Regions from separate parts of the Sus scrofa genome. Here region 1 is linked to region 2. The links are chromatin contacts, called in public HiChIP or PLAC-seq maps. All regions are on one chromosome and are shown on one strand. Each heading gives the region's core, a stretch centred on a gene start, on an enhancer-like site or on the middle of the called end of the contact. The rest is flanking DNA. Distances are from core to core; before and after follow the strand shown.

Evidence for each region. HiChIP or PLAC-seq counts read pairs in DNA pulled down with a chosen protein or histone mark.
Region 1: an H3K27ac HiChIP or PLAC-seq map of skeletal muscle shows a contact between it and region 2. The contact joins two enhancer-like sites. A contact is called at or near these places in 2 of 47 Hi-C or Micro-C datasets (both in skeletal muscle) and 1 of 2 datasets of contacts at active chromatin or transcription factors (skeletal muscle).

What each region holds. Positions count from the first base shown.
Region 1 is chr9:53,229,476-53,232,788 of Sscrofa11.1, reverse strand. No RefSeq gene overlaps it. Among named protein-coding and RNA genes, the nearest start is that of CDON, 52 kb to the right of the region's middle. Within about 2 kb of position 1,993, at least 25 of the 83 cell types and tissues checked have an H3K27ac peak or open chromatin away from gene starts, as enhancers often do. A contact at or near this core is called in skeletal muscle, where this site is marked.
Region 2 is chr9:53,077,220-53,080,771 of Sscrofa11.1, reverse strand. It overlaps CDON (cell adhesion molecule-related/down-regulated by oncogenes), which reads left to right. Exons shown (of 20, transcript XM_021063103.1): 20 at 1-1,229. Among named protein-coding and RNA genes, the nearest start is that of DDX25, 50 kb to the right of the region's middle. Within about 2 kb of position 2,256, at least 32 of the 83 cell types and tissues checked have an H3K27ac peak or open chromatin away from gene starts, as enhancers often do. A contact at or near this core is called in skeletal muscle, where this site is marked.

The sequences.
Region 1 (3,313 bases), core at 744-3,243, 150 kb before region 2:
TCACTTGTACCTGACTATAGCACTTATACTAACAATATGCAATCACCAATGAATAAAACTTGGACTTTAGAAATATGCTGGGGTCAGGTTGATCTGCACAGGGAAACTTTAAATCCTAATACCTCCGGAGTTCCCATTGTGGCTCGGCAGGTTAAAAACCTGACTAATGTCCATGAGGACGTGGAGGACGTGGGTTCAATCCCCGGCCTTGCTCAGTGGGTTAAAGGATCTGGCATTGCCTCGAGCTGCAGTGTAGGTTGCACACATGGCTTAGATCTGGCGTTGCTGTGGCTGTGGTGTAGGCTGGCAGCTGCAGCTCCTAATCAACCTCTAGCCTAGGAACTTCCATAAGCTGCAAATGTGGCCCTATAAAGAAAAGAAGATGCTAATGCCTCAATTTTGTAGGTTATTTTCACACATATCATCTTATTTCAACTCAGTTATTTATTTATTTTTTCATACAATAAAGGGAAATAGAGCTGGGATGGAAAACCTTACCATGGTCATCCATTGCTGTGGATGGCAGCAGAGCTAGTGCTAGAGACAATACATGGCATTCAATTCATCTTTACAGCAACCACCTAAGGCGACAATTTTATTTTGTTTTATTTTAGTTTGTTGGCCTTGCCTGCGGCATGTGAAAGTTCCAAGGCCAGGGATCAAACCCATACCACAGCAATAACCTAAACCATAGCCGTGACAACGCTGGATTCTATAACTTCACGGTCACCAGGGAACTCCTAAGTGACAATTGTAGACACAGAACAATTTGGGTAACTTGCACCCTGGCCCATAGCTAATAACAAAAAGGCCTGGTGCTGCTCTGCCCCCACCATGCCTGGTCTCCACTGTGGGCCCCTCCCCATGTTCTGCCCTGAGCTTTGGTTTAAACACCACTACCTACCCGCCTCCCTCTCAGCTGTCTTGATTTTCTTAGGTATTAAACATATCTTCCTGTTGTTCACCTCCAGTTCCTTTGGCCTAAGATGACTTTGCTTTGACTGTTCCCCAGTTGGAGCTCAAGCGCTAGGTAACTGCCATTCCCATCTGACTTACTGATAAGGAGGTGGCTGGCACTCAGCTGTGAGCTGGTTGTCACAGGAAGCCACCCTTCCCAAGGAAAAGACAAGACAGCTCCTAGGAAGGGAAGGCCACTGTGGCCACTGTGACCATGTGGTGGGAGCACTCTTCCTTCACCTTCCCTAGGCCTCATGGAGAAGGTCATTTACTATCTAATTGTCATTTCTTGAGGTTTTGCCATCTTGTGCTTGTCTCCTGACCACAAAGTGCCACAGTGAAAATGATCCAAATGACTGGCAGGAGAAAGGCCTTTTTTGAGGGAGGGGAAAGAGTTGCCTCTGGGAGACCCATTCTTTCTTTTTTCTTTTTCTTTTTCTTTTTTTTTTTTTTGCTTTTTAGGGCCGTACCCGTGGCATATGGAGGTTCCCAGTCTAGGGATCTAATCGGAGCTACAGCTGCAAGCCTGCACCACAGCCATAGCAACACAGGATCCATGCAGTGTCTTCGACCTACACCACAGCTCACGGCAACACCGGATCCTTAACCCACTGGGCGAGACCAGTGATCAAACCCACAACCTTATGGTTCCTAGTTGGATTCTTTTCCATGGTGCCTCAAGGGGAACTCCTGGGAGATGCATTCTTAAGCACTTGGGCAAGTCTTCTCTCCCCGGGCTTCCGCTGGCTGATCTCATTACTACATCATCCTGAAGGTCCCCTCACATTCCACTGGCCCTCAGGGTTGACTTCAGTGCTTCTTAGAAGAGACTCTGCCTCCAGACTGGGTCTCCAAGCATAAGGGTCCCAGATCGTCCTATTACCCTGGCGGAAGGTGGCAGTCTCAGCCACAACCCTGATGGTAGCCTCTCTGCTAAGACTGGGTCCCGATGGGGGCTCAGTGGACGGCAGGGAGCACAGGCGTGTGTAAGCCTGCAGAGTACGAGTGTTTATTTATTCTAGGAGCCGTTGCTAAGTCGGGGGTGTTTGCCAGCAGAGAGCTGCCTGAGTGCCGTGTTTGTTTACTTAGCAGAGTGCAGGGAAGGACAAGGCGAGAGGCAAGTGCAGCCTCCTAGAATTAGAGCTGGTCTTGGGGGCCCCTGCATGGTTCCAGGCCTTCTGGCTCTGGAGCGCCGCCTTCAGGGCCATGGGCTCTAGTGCGTCTGCCTTCCTCAAGGGCTGCCGTAGTCCTAACCTTCCATCTAAGCAGAAGAGAATTGCTTATCTCCCTCTTGCCTTCGTGCTCGGGGGTGGCAGCAGGGCCCTAAGAGACGGTGGAGGAGAACCAGAGGGACAGGGTATAATGACAGAACGACTGGTTCTACGCCAGGCTCTGCTGACCATAATCCTTGGCCTTTGGCAAGTCACCTCACTGGGCCTCACCTTGTCCCTCATCTATCGAAGGAGGGTGACTCCAGGGTTTCCTGGCAGCTCATGTCATTTCTTTCAAGACTTGGAGACACACACCAGCTGCTTCCCATTCGATGGGACCTGTAAGAGGATCCCGCTCCTCTGGTCTCCTCGCACTCCCATCCCTGTCCGTGAGCACCCCCACCTGTTAGTTCAGATTGGCCTCTGCCACAGGCAACACGTTTCCCCAAAGACTGAGACCCATGGTCAGCACCTTGCCCCCTTCTGTCTTCCAGGTTATATATTGGTCATATGTTCTCTGACTTGGGGGGCGCGGGGACAAACCACGAGAGACACTCCTGACTCCCTGTTATCTATCAGCCTCAGGCCAGGCGGCCCGTTTCCCCAAAGCCAGAGCTGGCTGGAGTTCAGGGCTGGTACTTCCCGGCTGGGTGGCCCCAGGGACTCCCCAGAGGCATCTCCCTCCCTCCCGCCGCCCTGAGGACCTAGCAGTGCGTCTGCAAGTCTCTGAGGGAGCATGGCCCCCCAAACGCAGGCTGGCTGGCAGCCAGGGTTGGTGTTCTGGCTCCTGCACCAGCCAGAGGGGTGGCAGGAAGGCCCTGTTAATCCCCTGGGAGAAAGCTCGTTGGCAAACAGAGCAGAGTGAGTGTCTGCCCTCTGCACCCCCTCCCCGGGGGGGGGCATGGACTCCACACACGCCAGAGTCTTTTGGGCTGGGCTTCATGCCTCAGTGTTCTGCTCACAGCCCCAGGGGGACGTGGGCTGGGATACCAACTGGGCCTGTCGGGTAGGAAAGGAAGACTGAGCTCTTCCTTTTCAGGTTAAGGCTCTTGTGTAATCTACAGCTTTTACCCCTGCTCCCCTCAAAAACCCAGAGGAATTATGAAGAAAAGAGTAGGTGGGCACGTGTCCCCGAGGCGCCAGCA
Region 2 (3,552 bases), core at 1,007-3,506:
TTAGGGCAATCTCATTGTGGACTGCTTTATTTATATTATTAGTAACGCTGTTTTAAGTGTTATTCGTTTTATTGTATTTTATTTATATTAAAAAAGCCTTTATATGTTGAAATATATAAATATAAATATATATATATATATTATTACCTTCATATTTAGGAGTTATCAGTTCTCTCTAACCGTGAGTTGTTCAGAACGTTTATGCCCTGCACAGACCCCCTAAACAGTTCTGCCTAATATCACCTGCCAGGAAGTCAGAGGACAGTATGGCATGGGAGGTGGCACAAATGTTTGTGGAGCAACTGCTGTGTGCCAGGTGTGGTGCTTGGTGCTTGTTACCGCTATCTCAAATCCTGTTGTTAAGTCAAATCTACAAAGTAGGTGATAAAGTCCCCAGGCCACCCACCTGGGCCACAGAGCCCCAGTTTGAACTCCCCTGGAGCTGTGATCTGATTTCCTTCCATTTTTCCACACTGCTTTCCGAAAGCACTGTAGTTTGCTCTTTTAATGGGACCTGTCCAGTTCTGGAAGCCCTGATCCACCTGGCCAACAGATTCCTTGGATGCTCCAGCTCCACAACTAGAGAAGCTGTCTCTGTCCTCCATGGGCCCCTGGCCTTCCCGGAGCCCTCATTTCTCCCCATAACGTCCCTCCCCACCAACCCTGTCTGGGGAATTTGACTTTCTGCTTAATGATCCTGGAATGAGTCAGGCCTTCTCTTAGAATTCCCTTCGAGTCTTTGTTTCAGCACGAAACTTCCCCACTCCTATCTCATTTCATCATTTTACTGCCTTTTTTTGCCCTTCTTTCGGTTATGCACTCATCGTCTGCTGATAGGTGCTGTACAGGGTGTAAGTGAAATGGCAATGTTTTAAACCTTTTGAAGTGGTCTTTAAGAAAAAGGCATGTCTTTCTGGGTTTTGTTTGTATTGAATGGGTCTGCAAAGACTGATACATCCTTGTTAAGCTGATCATGAGGCAAGTCTCATTCCAGCTACGGTACTGCCAAGAAGTTCACTTTATGACTGAATTTCACCTGTGTTGCTCTCTTTTAAAGCAATGACTTATTTCAAGATGCATGTTTTTGTATCATATTGGAAAGTATGTTTTATTTTCCTTAAAGTTGTAATATTATGTTTGAAATTGTATATATTTTAAATGATGTAGCTTTGACAGGTTTTATTTGGTTGATATGATTTTCTATTAAAAGAGAATGCTGCTTTCATGAAGAGTAGCTTGTGAAGCTGGGGGTCCCCATGTAACCCCCTGTTTGTGTAAAGCTGCTTACAGCTTGTGGTTGGGATGGGCAAGCATCTTACTCTGAAGTGTCTTGGACCCCTGCAAATCGCCTGTTCCCATCCAGGAGCCAAGTTAATCCCTTCTGTTGTGACTTCATCAGGCTCCAAAGGAAAAGGATCCAGGGCAAGCGTTTTATGGGGAGGCTGGGAAAATACCTGCCCGAAGGAGCTGTGTTGAAGCAGGGAGACTCCCTTCTCTGGAAGGAAGCAGGGGTTGGGGGGGAGGGCAGAGAAGCATGAGGAGAATGGGGAAGAGTGGTTCCTTCTCAGAACTGTCTGTTTTTGCTGTTAACCTAGAGCCATGTTCCATATGAACCCCAGGGTAGAAACTAAGTCTCCTCAAGAAGCAGCTCTGGAAGTTCCCGTAGTGGCTAGGTGGGTTAAGAACCCAACACTGTCTCCATGAGAATGCAGGTTCGATCCCTGGCCTTGCTTAGTGGGTTAAGGCTCTGGCAGATGTGGCTCAGATCCGGCGTTGACGTTGCCATGGCTGTGGTAATAGGCCTGCAGTCGCAGCTCTGGTTCAACCCCTAGTCTGGGAACTTCCATATGCCGCAGGTGCGAACTAAAAAGAAAAAAAGGAGAAGTAGCTTTGCTTTACTGCCCTAAAAAAAAAGGAGTCTGGGCTGCTTTGACCAGGGACTTTTGCATAGGGTGGGGCCTTGTTAAGCTGTGTTCCCTAGATATAAATAAGTCTTCCTGGAACCTCAGCCCTGATCCTGAGAGCTCTGAGGGAACTTGAAACCCCTCTTCTAATAAAGTCTGACTCTGTGAGAACCTGAGAAGAACTTAGTTTCAGTCAGTTTCCCGTCTCCTCTGAGGCGCCACTTTCCTGATTCCTGGCAGGATCATCCTTGGCGCCCTCGCTGTTTCTTCTCATCTGAGTCCCCCGCAGAGGCAGCTCTGCTGACTCTTCAAGGCCCTCAAACAAGCCTGCGTTTGTGTTTCACCCAGATGTCAGACACACACGCTTGGAGCCAGTGAGTCATGCTGGCAGCTGACAGAGTGTGACTTTGGCCAGCCCTGGTCCCCTGTCAGCCAGCTCCCCAGGCCTGGTGGCAGGAACCCCTGTCCTGCCTTGTTGGCACAGACCCCAGAGTCTAGCGGCTGTGAGTCCCTTTGACCACAGCAGCCTCAGTGCTGTTCCTACAGGAAAGGTAAAGGGAGACAGAGGCTCTGGGATTGGCACCTGGCTGCTGCCAGCCCTGATTAAGCTGGTCTTACATCTGAAGCTTGTGTTCTTTGGGAGGGAATTTGGGATTCAGAAAGAACTGGAAGAGCACGTCTCTTGCTGCGTTGACTGAAGGGCACACATGCGTGCCTATCTCCCATCTCCTGGCTTTCTCCCCTTAGGGAAACCTGGGACCCAGCTGAAGCCTGATCAGCCTCTCCGTGTGGGAGCTGCAGTTGGAATAACACCACTGGTGAGAGCAGTGTGCATGATTTATTGAGGAACTGCTCAGGTCACAGACTGTCTAGAAGCAGCCAGCTTGCTCCCATGGCACTGTTTCTGGCACCATGATTCTCACTTGCCCTTGGACAGCCGGTCTTTTCCCCAGTTGTATGCCTTCCTTGTCCTTCCACCTCTGTCTTCCCCAAGCAAGGTCAGGACTTGTAACCCAGTCATTTAGAGGCCCTGTGGCTGAGCCTTGTGCTGGTTGTAAAAGCTGGATATTCAGTGGGAAGGGGTAGTTGGGGTTCTTAGCTAGCTTGGTTTTCAGACTAAGTGTGACAAAGGGGATGTCCCTTCCCCCCTTGTCTTCCCTAAGCGTGTTTGCACCTTCCCCTTGGGGATTCATGGCGTTGTAGTCACTGTGATGGTGACATTTACAGGAGCCTCTGTGGACTCTTGTGCAGGATCTGAATCTGGGGTGATGGGTGGTGGTTCAATGCCTACAAAGAACAAACACAGGCAAAGGAGAGAGAGAGGACTGGGAGGGGGGGTGTCCCAGATTGTTCCCAGAGAACAAGAGGGGTGGCATCATGCATGAAACTCAGGAGTGTTCTCCTTTTGCAGGAATAACCTTTGGGATAAAATCAGGCTTACCTGTCGTTGCCTCAGGGCTATTCCCCGAACCCCGATATTGACGACTTTGCTCCCTGAGGGTGAAGTGGGGGAGTAAAGTTAATGACAACTGCACCTTCCCAGGCTTCTCTTCCATGTAGAAGAAAATCCTGACCCTGAGAATGACTTGGGTTACCATACTTACATGGGAACTAGCAACCGACCAAGGCCTGTAGGAAGAAAAGGAAG